Linked DNA regions of Mus musculus: regions 1, 3 and 4 are each linked to region 2. A link is a contact called in public HiChIP or PLAC-seq and promoter capture Hi-C data. All regions are on one chromosome and are shown on one strand. The core of a region is the stretch at or near the end of the contact, and the rest is flanking DNA. Distances in the headings are between cores, read along the strand shown. Region 1 holds the start of Foxr2 (forkhead box R2). Region 2 holds the start of Ubqln2 (ubiquilin 2). Region 3 holds the start of Usp51 (ubiquitin specific protease 51). Region 4 has its middle 72 kb from the start of Rragb.

Evidence for each region. Promoter capture Hi-C pulls out the DNA fragments that hold promoters and counts their contacts. HiChIP or PLAC-seq counts read pairs in DNA pulled down with a chosen protein or histone mark.
Region 1: a contact with region 2 is called in an H3K27ac HiChIP or PLAC-seq map of embryonic stem cells, with 4 times the contacts expected there. The contact joins the promoter of Foxr2 here to the promoter of Ubqln2 in region 2. A contact is called at or near these places in 1 of 39 promoter capture datasets (HPC-7-derived erythroid cells) and 1 of 115 datasets of contacts at active chromatin or transcription factors (embryonic stem cells).
Region 3: a promoter capture Hi-C map of pre-B cells shows a contact between it and region 2. The contact joins the promoter of Usp51 here to the promoter of Ubqln2 in region 2. A contact is called at or near these places in 5 of 39 promoter capture datasets (cranial neural crest, frontonasal cranial neural crest, hippocampal neurons and 2 more) and 1 of 115 datasets of contacts at active chromatin or transcription factors (astrocytes).
Region 4: a contact with region 2 is called in an H3K27ac HiChIP or PLAC-seq map of embryonic stem cells, with 2.9 times the contacts expected there. The contact joins the enhancer-like site here to the promoter of Ubqln2 in region 2. A contact is called at or near these places in 7 of 39 promoter capture datasets (the C10 cell line, the HPC-7 cell line, HPC-7-derived erythroid cells and 3 more), 2 of 484 Hi-C or Micro-C datasets (both in embryonic stem cells) and 4 of 115 datasets of contacts at active chromatin or transcription factors (all in embryonic stem cells).

The regions. Positions count from the first base shown.
Region 1 is chrX:153,116,736-153,120,248 of GRCm38.p6, forward strand. It overlaps Foxr2 (forkhead box R2), which reads left to right and starts at 2,053. Exons shown (of 4, transcript NM_001034894.3): 1 at 2,053-2,115; 2 at 2,280-2,355.
Region 2 is chrX:153,496,703-153,499,920 of GRCm38.p6, forward strand. It overlaps Ubqln2 (ubiquilin 2), which reads left to right and starts at 1,530. Exons shown (of 1, transcript NM_018798.2): 1 at 1,530-3,218. The coding sequence starts at 1,752.
Region 3 is chrX:153,004,964-153,008,238 of GRCm38.p6, forward strand. It overlaps Usp51 (ubiquitin specific protease 51), which reads left to right and starts at 1,506. Exons shown (of 2, transcript NM_001137547.1): 1 at 1,506-1,581; 2 at 2,326-3,275. The coding sequence starts at 2,449.
Region 4 is chrX:153,210,035-153,213,552 of GRCm38.p6, forward strand. No RefSeq gene overlaps it. Among named protein-coding and RNA genes, the nearest start is that of Rragb, 72 kb to the left of the region's middle. Within about 2 kb of position 1,302, at least 11 of the 459 cell types and tissues checked have an H3K27ac peak or open chromatin away from gene starts, as enhancers often do. A contact at or near this core is called in embryonic stem cells, where this site is marked.

The sequences.
Region 1 (3,513 bases), core at 803-3,302, 380 kb before region 2:
TTCAGTAATTCTGTCCCATTAGCTATAGCAGAGTCCTCTCTATCCTTGAACCAACCATTTTAATTCGTCAGTATTATTTAGATATTTTTATATTTTCCCATTTTGAACACAAAATATTACACATAATTTGCTAATTGTCTCTTTTCATCTGTTTTCTCTGTCTTTTCTTATGGCTAAAAATTAATTGTATACCTTTGCATGTAGTGATGGTCTCTAAGGAACCTCTAACATGGTCTTTATTTTGTCCTCTCACTTGACTAATTTAGAGAATACAAAGATCTAAGTTATCTTATTTCAATATTTAAAATATTTTTAGCACCCATTATTGCATTCCCCTGTCTAACTGATGGTCCTTAACAAAAAGGATTTTTAATCCTCAACTGTTTCATAAGATTATTTTTATTGTTTATTGTTATTACTGTATAATTTTTAAAAATAAGGCACAAAAAATCTACAGCAATAAAAGCTAGAAATAACCTTCAAGGATGAGTGAACAGAGACTACAAAGAGAATTTAAAAAATCCTCTATGGTTGAACAAATGTTCTAAAAGTTATTCTGGATGACGTTTCCATATATGCATCCATTTGTCAAACTTAAACTGAATATGTACATTCCATGTATTATATATGTATTATTTCTAATTTTAAATGTGTAAGAAGGCAATGCTACCTTGTAGTAAGTGTCCTGCATAGAGGTCTCAGTACCTTCTGGGAGTAGAGTCAAGTATTCAGCCATCATACTGTAGGAAGGTCTCAGTAGAGTTCATATGAACTACTGAGAAAATTTCTCAAAGAAAAGAAGTATTGGGATTTTCAAGTTATCTAAATTATACAGCAAGTTTGCATCACAGACAGCTACAGCCTCTGGTATCATCACTACAGTCATTGTAAAACAAACCAGTAGCTTTATGCCAGCACTCTGACTTTATCAAATAAAGTCTTAACATCATTGATTAGCCTGCTTCTGACACACAGCCTCTGCATCAGTATTTACTATTGTTTCACTGTTGCAGAAGAGTAGAATTTGTTGTCTTCTTTTTAATTAAGGACACTTCTCTGAAGTCCAGATTCTACTGGCAGGGGAACAAAATTTGTTCATCATTGTGATGTAGTGCATTTGAAACAATCCTGTAAATATTGAGAGATTATTTTAGATAAATAACATGTCAGGAATAGAATGTATCTGGCCTTTCGGAAATTCCAAAGACCAGCACGCCCCTATATTAGCCTTTCCCTATATTTTTTTTTCCTTCATGTTATGAGGTTTTTACTCACTGCATCTATGAGTTTTATGCTGTTAGTTTTTGGTATGAAAATGTACCAAATGTCATTATTCAAATCTAGAGAATTATAGGTTAATTCTTTTAAGTTATAGAGGAATGTTATGTAAATCTCAGTATATTCCCCATTTCTCTTGACTGTGCTTCTATATTGTTATGATTCCTGCTTTATGTTGACTGAGTCTTTGACTGCGGATATGTACAGTTCATTGATCTCTTCTTTGACTATGACGTTTTCATTTACCAATGGGGGGGGGAGGAGTGTTTATTTATTGTATACGCATGCATGTGCACACTTGTACATATTGTACATTTGGGAGTCAGAAAATAACTCTTTCAGGCATTCCCCAGGAACTCAGAGGCTACTACTTCCAGGGAAGCAGATAGGCTAACTGCAGATCTTCACCTCTCCCTCCGTTTCTCCAAATCCAATTCCCCCTCTCATTCCCCAGCCCAACAGCAGAACACCTGCTGCTAGCCTCCCATCCCCCAGACAATGCTTATCCCAGCCCCCAACTCCAGCAGACTCTCCTTGGGAATCCACGGGTCACTTCTACCAGGGAAACAGGTAAGCTGACTGGCAGCTCTTCACCTATCCCTGCTCTCCTCCACAGCCAACCCCTCACCTCCCCCCCCCACCCCCCAGTCTCATCTCTAACTCTGCAGCAGAGCACCTGCTGAGGCCTCCCTTCCCTCCCCGCCCCCCACCTCCTTTGGATGGCACAGATCTTCCCCTCCTAACGTCCTTCCCTTACTCATTGCTTTATTGCAGACCCCAACTCCAGCAGGCACTCCCTGGGAACCCAAAGGCCATTCATTCCTGCCAGGCAAGCAGGTAGGCTGACTGCAGATCTTCACCTCTCTCTCTGCTCCTCGAAATCCAATCCTTCAGTCTCATCCCCAACTCTGCAGCAGACCACCTGCTGCAGCTTCCCTTCCCCCTCTGCCTCCATCTCCAATGGATCCCACTGATCTTCGCTTCCTATTCTCTCTCCCCAGTCATTGCTTTATCCCAGCGTCTGACTCCAGCTGGCACTCCCTGGGAATGCTCCCACTACTCTGGCCAAGGAAGCAGGTAGGCTAACTTCACCTCTAGCCCTGTTCCTCCAAATCCAACCCCCTGGTCACATCCTCAGCTCTGTAGCAGAACACCTGCTGCAGCCTCCCTTCCCCCTCTGCCCCATCACCAGTGGATCACCAGGTCTTGCCCTCCTAACCTCTCCACCCATTCATTCTTTTGTCCCAGCCCCCAACACCTGCAGGCACTCCCTAGGAATTCAATGGCTACTCAGACCAGGGAAACAAATAAGCTGACTCCAGACCTCCACCTCTCCCTCCATTCCTCCAAGTCCAACCCCCAGTTTCATCCCCAGATCTGTAGCAGACCTTCGGCTGTGACCTCTCCTCACTCTCTGCCCCCAGTCCCAGGGGACTAAGCAGATACTGGTAGTACACCCTGATTTCCTCCCTCCTGTGGACCCCCCCTCACCTCCTCTAGCCCATCTCCATTTCTACATGTCAGCTCCCAATACCCAGAAACAGATTTTAATTGGAAGCTCCAGTGGCCAAATCTATCAAGACCACAGGAGAATTTCCTACACAGGCACAGCAGTTTTTTAAGAACCAGAAAGACAAGACCAGATATCAGCATCTAGAATTAAGATGTTCCCAATTCCAGGGGCCTAGACCTAGAAAACAGACACACACACACACACACACACACACACACACACACACACACACACACACTCAATAACAGCCAGGACAGTGTGTCTCCACTAGAGCCCAGCTACCCTGCCACAGCAGGCTCTGAATATTCCAACATAGCTGAAGCTCAGGAAAAAGACATTAAAACAGCCTTTATGAATATGATAGAGGTCTTTAAAGACGAAATGAATAAATCCCCTCTAAAAATCTATGAAAACCGAGCAGCGAAAAGAAATGACTAAAACAACACCTCAAGACCCAAATGAGGAAAAAAGAGTCAATAAAGAAAACCCAAACTGAGAAATCTGGAAATTAAAAATTGAGGACCTTGAATTTAGGAACCTGAGAAAGAAGCTTTGCCAACAGAATACAAGAAATGAAAGAGTGAATCCCAGGCATTGAAGACAGGATAGAAAAAAGAATAGATATATTGACCAAAGAAAATATTAAATATCACAAACTCCTGGCACAAATTCAGGAAATCTGGGACACTACAACACCAAATCTCAGAATAATAGGACTAGAG
Region 2 (3,218 bases), core at 280-2,779:
TGTTTTACACTGAGATTTATTAAGGTACTGTGACGTAATGATTTTGAAATGCTGTTAAATCATCTCTAGGTTTTTGTATGGGAAAAGGATTTTCTGTGTTCAAAGCAAGAGAAATAAATGATTTCAGAATAATTTCTTCTATAATTCAGGTTTTCTATAACAGTAATACTCCATTTTTTGTTTTCTTTATTTAATCCATAATGATTATGTTAATTTCTGCCACGACTATTGTGTGCCTGTCAATTTTTACCTTTACTCTTGTCTGAAAATAATATTTGTAGTTTTTAAAAATCATAAACGCAATGCATATTTATTCATCAAATTCACAATCTTATAAAAATAGAAAATAAGAATTATTTACAATTTCAGCTCTTACTAATAATTACCTTTATCATAATGGAGTATAGCCTTTCAGATTTTTTTCACACATACAGTCTACAAGCTTTTTGATGCTGACACCTACACACATGTATTGTTTCCATTTGTTAAGAAAACCATAAAAAATAACCCCAAATATCGTCTATTATTTTCTCCTAACTACAGTGCATTTAATGTATTTTTTAGAGACATGTAATACTACATGAATTAGCCACCATCTTTTAGACACAGGGATTATTTTATTGTATGGCAAAATCATAGTATTCCTGTCACAGACCCATTTAACTAGCTAAACGCTATTTTTTAAAATGCCACGTTGTTTATATATACTTTTCGAATTGATTATTAGGTCTTTCTAAACAAAGGTGCAAATCCTTAAAATGTCCATTTGTATTTTCAAACTGCCCCATTACAACAATTCATACTACGACTAGCATGAGAGTGCATTTTCTCGGCTCCTGGTCAACAAGGTTTAACGTTCTTTTTTTTTTTTTTATCGCTGCCAATATGATAAACCCGAAGGAAAAATCTCATTGTGTTTATTTGAATCCCTTTGATTAGGAGCGAGCCTCATCTTTTCAGAAGCCTGTTGGCCGTTTCTCGGCTTCTTTTGTAAAATGCTCGCTCCCGCCATGCCTTCCCTTCCCCCAACCGGGCGCTCATTCTCCCTTTTTGCTTTGTCAGAGTTCTTTACTATTCATTTTTCGTCCTTTGCCTGGGATCGGTTCAATTCAGGCTTTCATCCTTTCACTGCCTCCCAGATTGCGAACCCACATTCTCCATTGGTCTTTCAGTGGCTGCTAAAGAAGCTGCCTCCCTCTTCCTCCTCCTGGCCTCCTCCCTTCCCCCCTCGCCTCGCCCGCCTCGCCTTGGTCCCCTGGCTTTTCTCTCCAGCCTCCTTCCTTTTCCTTCTCTTCCCCCCTCTCTTTGTTTATTTCTCCCTCCCTCTCCCTCTCCCTCCCTCCGCCCCCCCTCCTCTGCAGGGCAGGAGTTTTGCGCTCGGCCGCGAGACGCTCGCTGGGCTGGCGCCGCGTCAGCAGGGGGCGGGGCGCGGCCGGGGGCGGGGCGGGGCGGGGCGGGGCGGGAGCGCGGGCGCCGCAGCTGCAGGAGTCGCTGGGAGTGCGCGCGGGCAGATCACAAGGCGGCGGCAGCGGAGACGGCCTGCAGGACCTGCTCTCTCAGCCCTCAGCCGAGGCCTACGCCGAGCCGAGTGCGCAGCCGACGACCGGGAGGAGCCGCAGCCTTCAACTCTGAGGTACTGTGATCCGCGCTGCCCGCCGGGCCGCCCCAGTCCGCTGCTGCGGCACCTCCTTCCCTCGCGCCCTCTTCGCTCGCCAGCGCCTTCCCTGTGAGCCTGCGTCACCGCGGCCGCCATGGCTGAGAACGGCGAGAGCAGCGGCCCCCCGCGCCCCTCCCGCGGCCCTGCGGCGGCCCCAGGCGCGGCCAGCCCGCCGGCCGAGCCCAAAATCATCAAAGTCACTGTGAAGACCCCCAAAGAGAAGGAGGAGTTCGCGGTGCCCGAGAACAGCACCGTGCAGCAGTTCAAGGAAGCGATTTCCAAACGCTTCAAATCGCAGACCGATCAGCTCGTGCTGATTTTCGCCGGAAAGATCCTGAAAGATCAAGATACCTTGATGCAGCATGGCATCCATGATGGACTGACTGTTCACCTGGTTATCAAAAGCCAGAACCGTCCGCAGGGCCAGGCCACCACGCAGCCCAGCACGACTGCGGGAACGAGCACGACGACCACGACCACCACCACGGCGGCGGCGCCGGCGGCGACGACATCATCGGCTCCCAGGAGTAGCTCCACACCTACCACCACGAATAGCAGCTCCTTTGGGCTGGGAAGCCTTTCCAGCCTTAGTAACCTGGGCTTGAACTCGCCCAACTTCACCGAGCTTCAGAACCAGATGCAGCAGCAGCTCCTGGCCAGCCCTGAGATGATGATCCAGATCATGGAAAATCCCTTTGTTCAGAGCATGCTTTCGAATCCTGATCTGATGAGGCAGCTCATCATGGCCAATCCACAGATGCAACAATTGATCCAGAGAAACCCAGAAATCAGCCACCTACTGAACAACCCAGATATAATGAGGCAGACGCTGGAAATCGCCAGGAATCCTGCCATGATGCAAGAGATGATGCGAAATCAAGACCTGGCTCTCAGTAATCTCGAAAGCATCCCAGGTGGCTACAATGCTCTGCGGCGCATGTACACTGACATTCAAGAACCTATGCTGAATGCCGCACAGGAGCAGTTTGGGGGCAACCCGTTTGCCACGGTGGGGAGCAGTTCCACCTCAGGGGAAGGTACTCAGCCCTCCCGCACGGAGAATCGTGATCCGCTGCCCAATCCTTGGGCACCACCGCCAACAACCCAGACGGCTGCGACCACCACCACCACCACGACCACAAGCAGTGGCAGTGGCTCTGGCAGCAGCTCCAGCAGCACCACCGCCGGGAACACCATGGCTGCAGCTAATTACGTGGCTAGCATCTTCAGCACCCCAGGAATGCAGAGCCTGCTGCAGCAGATAACTGAGAATCCCCAGCTGATTCAGAATATGCTGTCTGCGCCCTACATGCGGAGCATGATGCAGTCGCTGAGCCAGAATCCAGATATGGCGGCCCAGATGATGCTGAGTAGCCCGCTGTTCACTTCGAATCCTCAGCTGCAGGAGCAGATGCGTCCACAGCTCCCGAATTTCCTGCAGCAGATGCAGAATCCAGAAACCATCGCGGCCATGTCAAACCCGAGAGCGATGCAAGCGCTAATGCAGATCCAGCAGGGGCTACAGACTCTAGCCACTGAAGCACCTGGCCTCATTCCCAGC
Region 3 (3,275 bases), core at 256-2,755, 490 kb before region 2:
TCTGTTTTAACACTCTCTCTCTCTCTCTCTCTCTCTCTCTCTGTCTCTGTCTCTCTGTCTCTCTCTCCCTCCTACTCACACACAGGAGAAAGAGTAAGACAGAGGCAGAGCCAAAGAAACAGAGAGAAAGAGATGCAGAGAGGCAGAGAGATGGAGGACTATAGGTCCTGAAAGCAGCCTACTGCTGAAATGTCGTCATTTTGTATGTTTTATTATTCTACAAGTTTGGTTTGATCACTCCAAATTACAGTTAGACAGTTACATTATTTAAATTTTTGACCATCTTCCTGCTTCCCTTGTTTGAGTCACTGCTGTTTTAGAATGTGTCTGTGATATGTCAATCTGAAGCCTCTGTTTGTAATGTTCACATTCCTTGGATACAGACAAAAAGTCTGGGAAGTGGGTGGAATGTGTCCCTTTGGGCTCCCCATTCATACTACTGAACCATGGTTTTTAGTTATTCAACTTGGGATTGATCATACTGTTCCCATAATAAGTGTCAGGCCAGCTGTGGCTGCTATCTTCTCTTTGGGTTGGTTTCCTGAATGCATTGAGATAACTCTAGGAGTGGAGACCCAGGTTGGAATAGGGAAGTGTGATAGATTTCAGTAGGAAGAATTTTTTAACTGATTCTGAAACAATGTGGCAAATATTTAGATATATATTTTCCTGATTCCAGTCTTTTTTATTTGCATACTTCTCCCACAATTTTTGTGCCACTGTATGTGGGTATATGTGGAGAGAACTTGATAAAATATTTCTGAGTTCTGGAAAGATCTCTGTGAGGCCGATCACCCTCTTCCGGGTTTACACATTCACCCATAGCATTGTTCTTAAGTGTGCTGACGCCCTGCAATGTGCTACTTAGTGATTTTAACCTGAACACCCAATACTAGGGTTACTAATATAAGGGGTGACCAAAAGTATATGTTGCCACTCTGTGTAAACATCTTAGGATCTTTCACCTTTGACCGATGAGCTCTAAGTGTTTACAGTTTATCCCTGTAGGAACAGCATGTTGCTGGGCTGAGGTCTATTTTATCCTGAATCATATGCGTATTTTTCCTCTCCCCAACACTCAGAAATAATAACCTCTCCACTTTACTCTTGAGATTTTAATTTTAAAGCTTCCGGAAGGAACACTGTAGAATTTGCCATCTTAGTGAATCCCTAACCCTACCTTGGTTAGTTTTGTTGTTGTTGTTTCAGGGTTTTTTTTTTCCCCCGTTCTTTCTATTTTTTTTCTTTTTTTTCTTTCTTTTTTTTTTTTCTTTTTAAGAGTGCCATAACCAGATGAAGCCTGAGCCTTCCCAAGATCTTTTACTAAAATCTGTGGCTGTTGTTACCTCTGGTAGAATCCCTTTCAGAAGGGGTTTTTCTGCCTAGGGGGACAGCGGTACTATTCATCCCTGCTGGAGGCCTGATTCCGGGGCTGGGGGCCCATACGTGGAGAGGGGAGGGGCCAGGGGGCGGCCCCCTTGTGACCAGCCCCGAAGAGAGGTCATAGAGAAGACTGGCAGAGGAGCGCCTGGACAGCAGCAGCAGCTGACTTTCTAGATGAAGCGCGCCTTGGGGCCCCAGGTAACAAACCCAGACCTTTTTACAAATCCGCGGGCTTGGGGAGCTGCGGTGGTTGCGGGGAGGGAGCATGCACTTTGGGGGTCGCGTACTGTGGATGGGGGTGGTCACGCGTGAAGGGAGTCTGAATTCTGGGGGAAACCCTAGGAAATGAGAGGACAGGAGCAAGAAACGGGGTGTGAGGGCACAGGCACGAAAGAGCAAGAGAGGGCGCTCGAGCGTGGCACACAGCAAGCGCGCTTAGGAGTAGAGGCTGGAAGCATAGGTAAGAAAGGAGGCAGGGGACACTTTCGTCCACTGAGTCAGTTTTTTTTCAAAGATAACCTCCTTTCAGCCATATTTAACATACATTGTTGACTCGAGGGGTTTAAAGATGCAAGGAAAGAACGTAGAAAAAGGTGCGCCAAAGCGAGGCTGCACAGAGCGCCGAAAAGACAGCGGGTTATGCCTTTTTAAAAGAGTTGCCATCCTTTTCACCCTAAAGCTCAGGACAGTCCCCTTCCCCCCTCCTTCCCCGGTACCAGCAGTTCTGGCGGCCTTTGGAGCAGGTAGCCGCGGGCTCGGGCTCGGCACGCCACGCGAGCCCCCGGTGCAGGGGCGGAGCCGCGGCCGCGCGCGGGGCTCGCGGCAGGGGGAGGGGCTGAGGCTAACGGCACCGCGGCCATGACGCCGGGCTGGCCGTCCACACGAGTTCCTGTCTCCCTCCACCCATAGTCATAGCTCATTCCCAGACGCGTTTCTTCCCAGGCTTGGGAGTGAGCCGATGGCCCACGTTCGAGAAGCGTCCCGGTCCTCCCGCTCTGTCGCCTGTTGGAGTTCGGGAGGTGGTCGAGGAGCCTGTCTGGAGCAGGCAGCTGAGAGTGCATCGAGATGCGGGGTACACAGGGAGCCCAGGAGATGAAGCCGGAGCTGTGGCCGGAGCCCAAGCCCACGTCGGAGAACTTAACAAGTAGGGGCAGTGGCAGCTATGAGAAGGTGCTCCCTTCTATCCCGGCTGCTTGTCACACCAGCTCCAGCTCGGTTTGCCCGCGCCGCAAGCCCCGCCCTCGGCCCCAGCCCAGGTCCCGCTCCAGGGGAGGGCGTGGGCTCAAGGCCCCACCCCCGCCTCCCGCCAAACCTCCGCCTCCCCCGCCAGCGCCGCCACCTCCACCCCTGCCCAAGCAGCGGTCGGTGGCCTGGCGCAATTCCAGACGTAGATCCAGGCCTGGACCCAGACCCCAAACACGGAAAAGCTACTCTAGTGACCATGGCTCCTCTAGGGATTCAGATGGCTCAGAGAACAGTTTACTGGAGGTAGGGTCTAATAAGGGTCCCACAGGCTGCTGTCATGTAGAGAGCTTTAAAGTAGCTAAAAACTGGCAGAGAAACCTGCGGATGATCTATCAGCGTTTCATTTGGAGTGGAACCCCGGAGACTAGGAAACGTAAGGCAAAGTCATGCATCTGTCAAATATGTAGTACTCACAAGAACAGACTCCACTCTTGTCTGTCCTGTGTATTTTTTGGATGCTTTACTGACAAACATATTCACATTCATGCCGAAACAACGCAACACAATTTAGCAGTAGACCTCTGTCATGGGGTTATATATTGCTTTATGTGTAGGGATTATGTATATGACAAAGATATAGAAAAGATCGCCAAAGAAACAAAAGAAAAAATTCTGGGACTGTTATCATCCCCTACAGGAGATGCATC
Region 4 (3,518 bases), core at 52-2,551, 290 kb before region 2:
CTCTCAGACAACCCAAGTTGCAAAAGGTACTCTGAGACCAGCCCAGCTGCCTTAAAAAAAAAAAAAAAAAAAAAAAAAAAGTAAAAACCAGTGGAGCTGCCTATAAGACTTTGAGGCTCCGGGAAAAGGACCCTTTCTAGTCTTTTGAACTGCCTACAGGCTGTGCAGTGTGCTCCATTCTTCCAGCTTTCACGAGTGGTCAGTCATTCATGCTGCACTTAGCTTTGTAGATGTAGCTCTCTTTGAGTCATTTCTGTTCGTAAAAGGAACCCCTCACCCATAATCCTCCTATAAGCAAGCCCAATAAAATTGACTGCTTACTAAGTTTTACTTTAGTAGTTAGTATCCATACTTTGGTCTGTCATGGGTTTCCTATCTGGAGTGGAGTAGATGTGTGTGTGTGTGTGTGTGTGTGTGTGTGTGTGTGTGTGTGTGTTGCTTGCATCTCCTCCTGGAGAAGTCTTGTTGCCCAATAGAAGCTGAGATGAATTTATACTTCAGATGGATTTTACTAGGAGGAAATAAATGATAATATCAAGGCCCCAAGCAACTGAATCTGAGAGTGTGCTTTCTGGTGGGAGGAAGAGCTTCATTAGGAGATAGCCACCGAAGATATACTGTTAACATCCTGAAAGAAAAGGTTCATCCCTCCGGGCATGGTGGTGCACACCTTTAGTCCCAGCATTTGGGAGGCAGAGGCAGGCGGATTTCTGAGTTCGAGGCCAGCCTGGTCTACAGAGTGATTTCCAGGACAGCCAGGGCTACACAGAGAAACCCTATCTCGAAAAACCAAAAAAGGAAAAAGAAAAAGAAAGAAAGAAAGGAAGGAAGAAAGGTAGGAAGGAAGGAAGGAAGGAAGAAAAGGACCTTCTTTCCCAAGGATTAGGAAAATTAACATAATTTTTTTAAAGGCGTCACCACCACGCCTGGCTTTTTCCTTTTCTTTTTTAAGTTTTATTTATTAGTATATGTAAGTACACTTCAGACACACCAGAAGAGGGCGTCAGATCTCATTACGGGTGGTTGTGAGCCACCATGTGGTTGTGGGATTTCCATGTGGTTGTGGGATTTCAACTCAGGAACTTCAGAAGAGCAGTTAGTGCTCTTAACCACTGAGCCATCTCCCCAGCCCCTACAATCAGCTTTTAAGGGGAAATACATTGACTTTTCATTTGCAAAAACAAAGGGAGTATCTTGTTCACTTAGGTTTTCGGTGGGAGGAGTTCCATACCTAGTTTGCATGCTAGAAGTCAGGAAGGTGCCTCCAGTTAAGAGAGAATTACAATTGGAGGTTGTTTTGGGTTTTAGCTGTGGGAAGGAAGAGTGACCTTGCCTGCAGCTGCAAGGAGTGGGAGGGAGAGAACTCAGGTCTGTCAGAGTGCAAGGTCACAGCAGACAGCAGGGATCAGGGCCTGGTTTCTGGGAGGGAGAGCAGCTCCAGACTTCTGGGAGAGAGATCAATTCCTCATGTTCAGTGACCATCAACAATAAAATTATTTTGGTGGCTACTTCATAACTGTATTTTTGTTACTGTTATCAATAATGTAAAAATCTGTGTTGCCCGATTATCTTTGATGACTCCTGTGAAAGAGCCCAAGGGATCGTGATCCACAGGTTAAGAACTACTGGGCTAGAGGTCTATAATATACTGGTAGTGACATAGAGAAGATCCTGTAGCTAAGACAGACAACTTTGAGCTGCAATCACATGGTTGGCTCAAAGATATGGTCTTCCATTTACTGCTTTACCTGGTTAGCTTATAAAACATTTAATGTCTCAGGGAACTACAAATTAATGGGACTGGTCATAATGTTGGAGCACAGTGTTTGTGCTCAGTAGGCTTTTGCTTTAGCTTTTACATTCTTCCAATGAGATCTTATCACACACCAGCCTCTCAGTAATTCCTCATTCCATTCTCCCTCAGAAGACATTCTTTTTTTTTTTTTTTTTTTTTTTTTCGAGACAGGGTTTCTCTGTATAGCCCTGGCTGTCCTGGAACTTACTTTGTAGACCAGACTGGCCTTGAACTCAGAAATCCGCCTGCCTCTGCCTCCCGAGTGCTGGGATTAAAGGCATTCTTGCTCTAACACATGCACCCCAGCCTCTGTGCTTCTTCGATGCAGCTCTCTCAGTGTGGCTTTTCTTACTTGTGTTTTTCTCACTGTCTTCTTGAAAAATCATGCCCTGTTGCTCTGAGGTGAAGTTTTGGCCAACTTTGGTTTTTGAAGAGGAATGGCTTTCCAATCCTTCATAGAGGGAAGTCAAGGCAGAAAGCTGGGGTAGAAACTGAAGCAGAGGCCATGGAGGAATGCTTCTTACTGGCATATAAGATTCCTCTCCAGGGCCACCTTCCCAAGGATGTCACTGGCCACAGTGGGCTGGGCCTTCCCATATCAATCTTTAACTAAGAAAATGCCCCCAGAGACATGCCCAAAGTCAATACAATGGATGCCATTTCTCAGTAGAGTCTCTCCCCAAGTGACTCTAGTTGACAAAACCTAAGTAGCACAGGTCTTGAACTTGATGTCCATGGGATGAGCAAGGAGTCTAGGGCCGCAGGGAACCTTAATGTCTCCTAAGAAGTGGTTGTTATCTTTGAAAGAACTCCCAGGCAGACAGAAGGAGCTTTGACACCTTTATGCTTTACATAAATCCCTTATAGGTGGATTGCTAGGCCTCATGAAAAGTGGACTTTTCTCTTTTTGTTCTTGAATTTTCCTTGATTTCCTTTAACACACTATCAGTAATTTGAATTCTTTATTCCAGCAATGAGTGGTCTCATCACTGAAGTGGAAGCATCACCAGGGGCTTCATGTGCTCTCTGTTGTTTCCCTGTGGATAGTCTGTGTCCTCTTGACTCGAAAAGTGTAGCCTTATTGACTACACTCCTTGTGTATAACATACAGTCAGGGCTGTTATATTTGTTCCTGCCTCATGCTGGTCCTCTCTAATGTAAGCATCCTGACATTTCATTCTGAATGAAAAAATAAATCCAAGGAAAGGAAAGGAAAGGGTACCCTGGTCATGCTGCTTTAGTATTTAGTACTGAAGTCTTACACATCCCTTGCTAGGTTTCTGTCTTTCTTCCCTTTCCTGATTTTCATTGTGAATGTGTGCTACATTCTGCCAACTGCTTTCTTTTTCTGCTATCATTTGATAAAAAACCCCCACAATATTATGTTTCCTTCCCTCTTTAGTCTATTAACATGACATGCATCATAGATTTCTGTATGCTGAACAATTTATATATTCTGGGAATAATTCTCATTTGGTGAATAATATTTCTGATATTATGTTGAATCCCATTGTGTAGTATTGAGTATTTCTATGTGTATGAGTGTTTTGCTCCATTCTCACTAATAGAACTTTACTAGTTCTAAGACTTTCTTCCTTATTTTTGTTCCAGCTCCTACAATACCCCCTCCCTTTCTGTGGGATTCCCCAAGCTCTGCCTAATGTCTGGCTGTGCATCTCTGCATCTGCTCCCATAAGCTGCCAGAGGAAGCCTCTCTAATGTT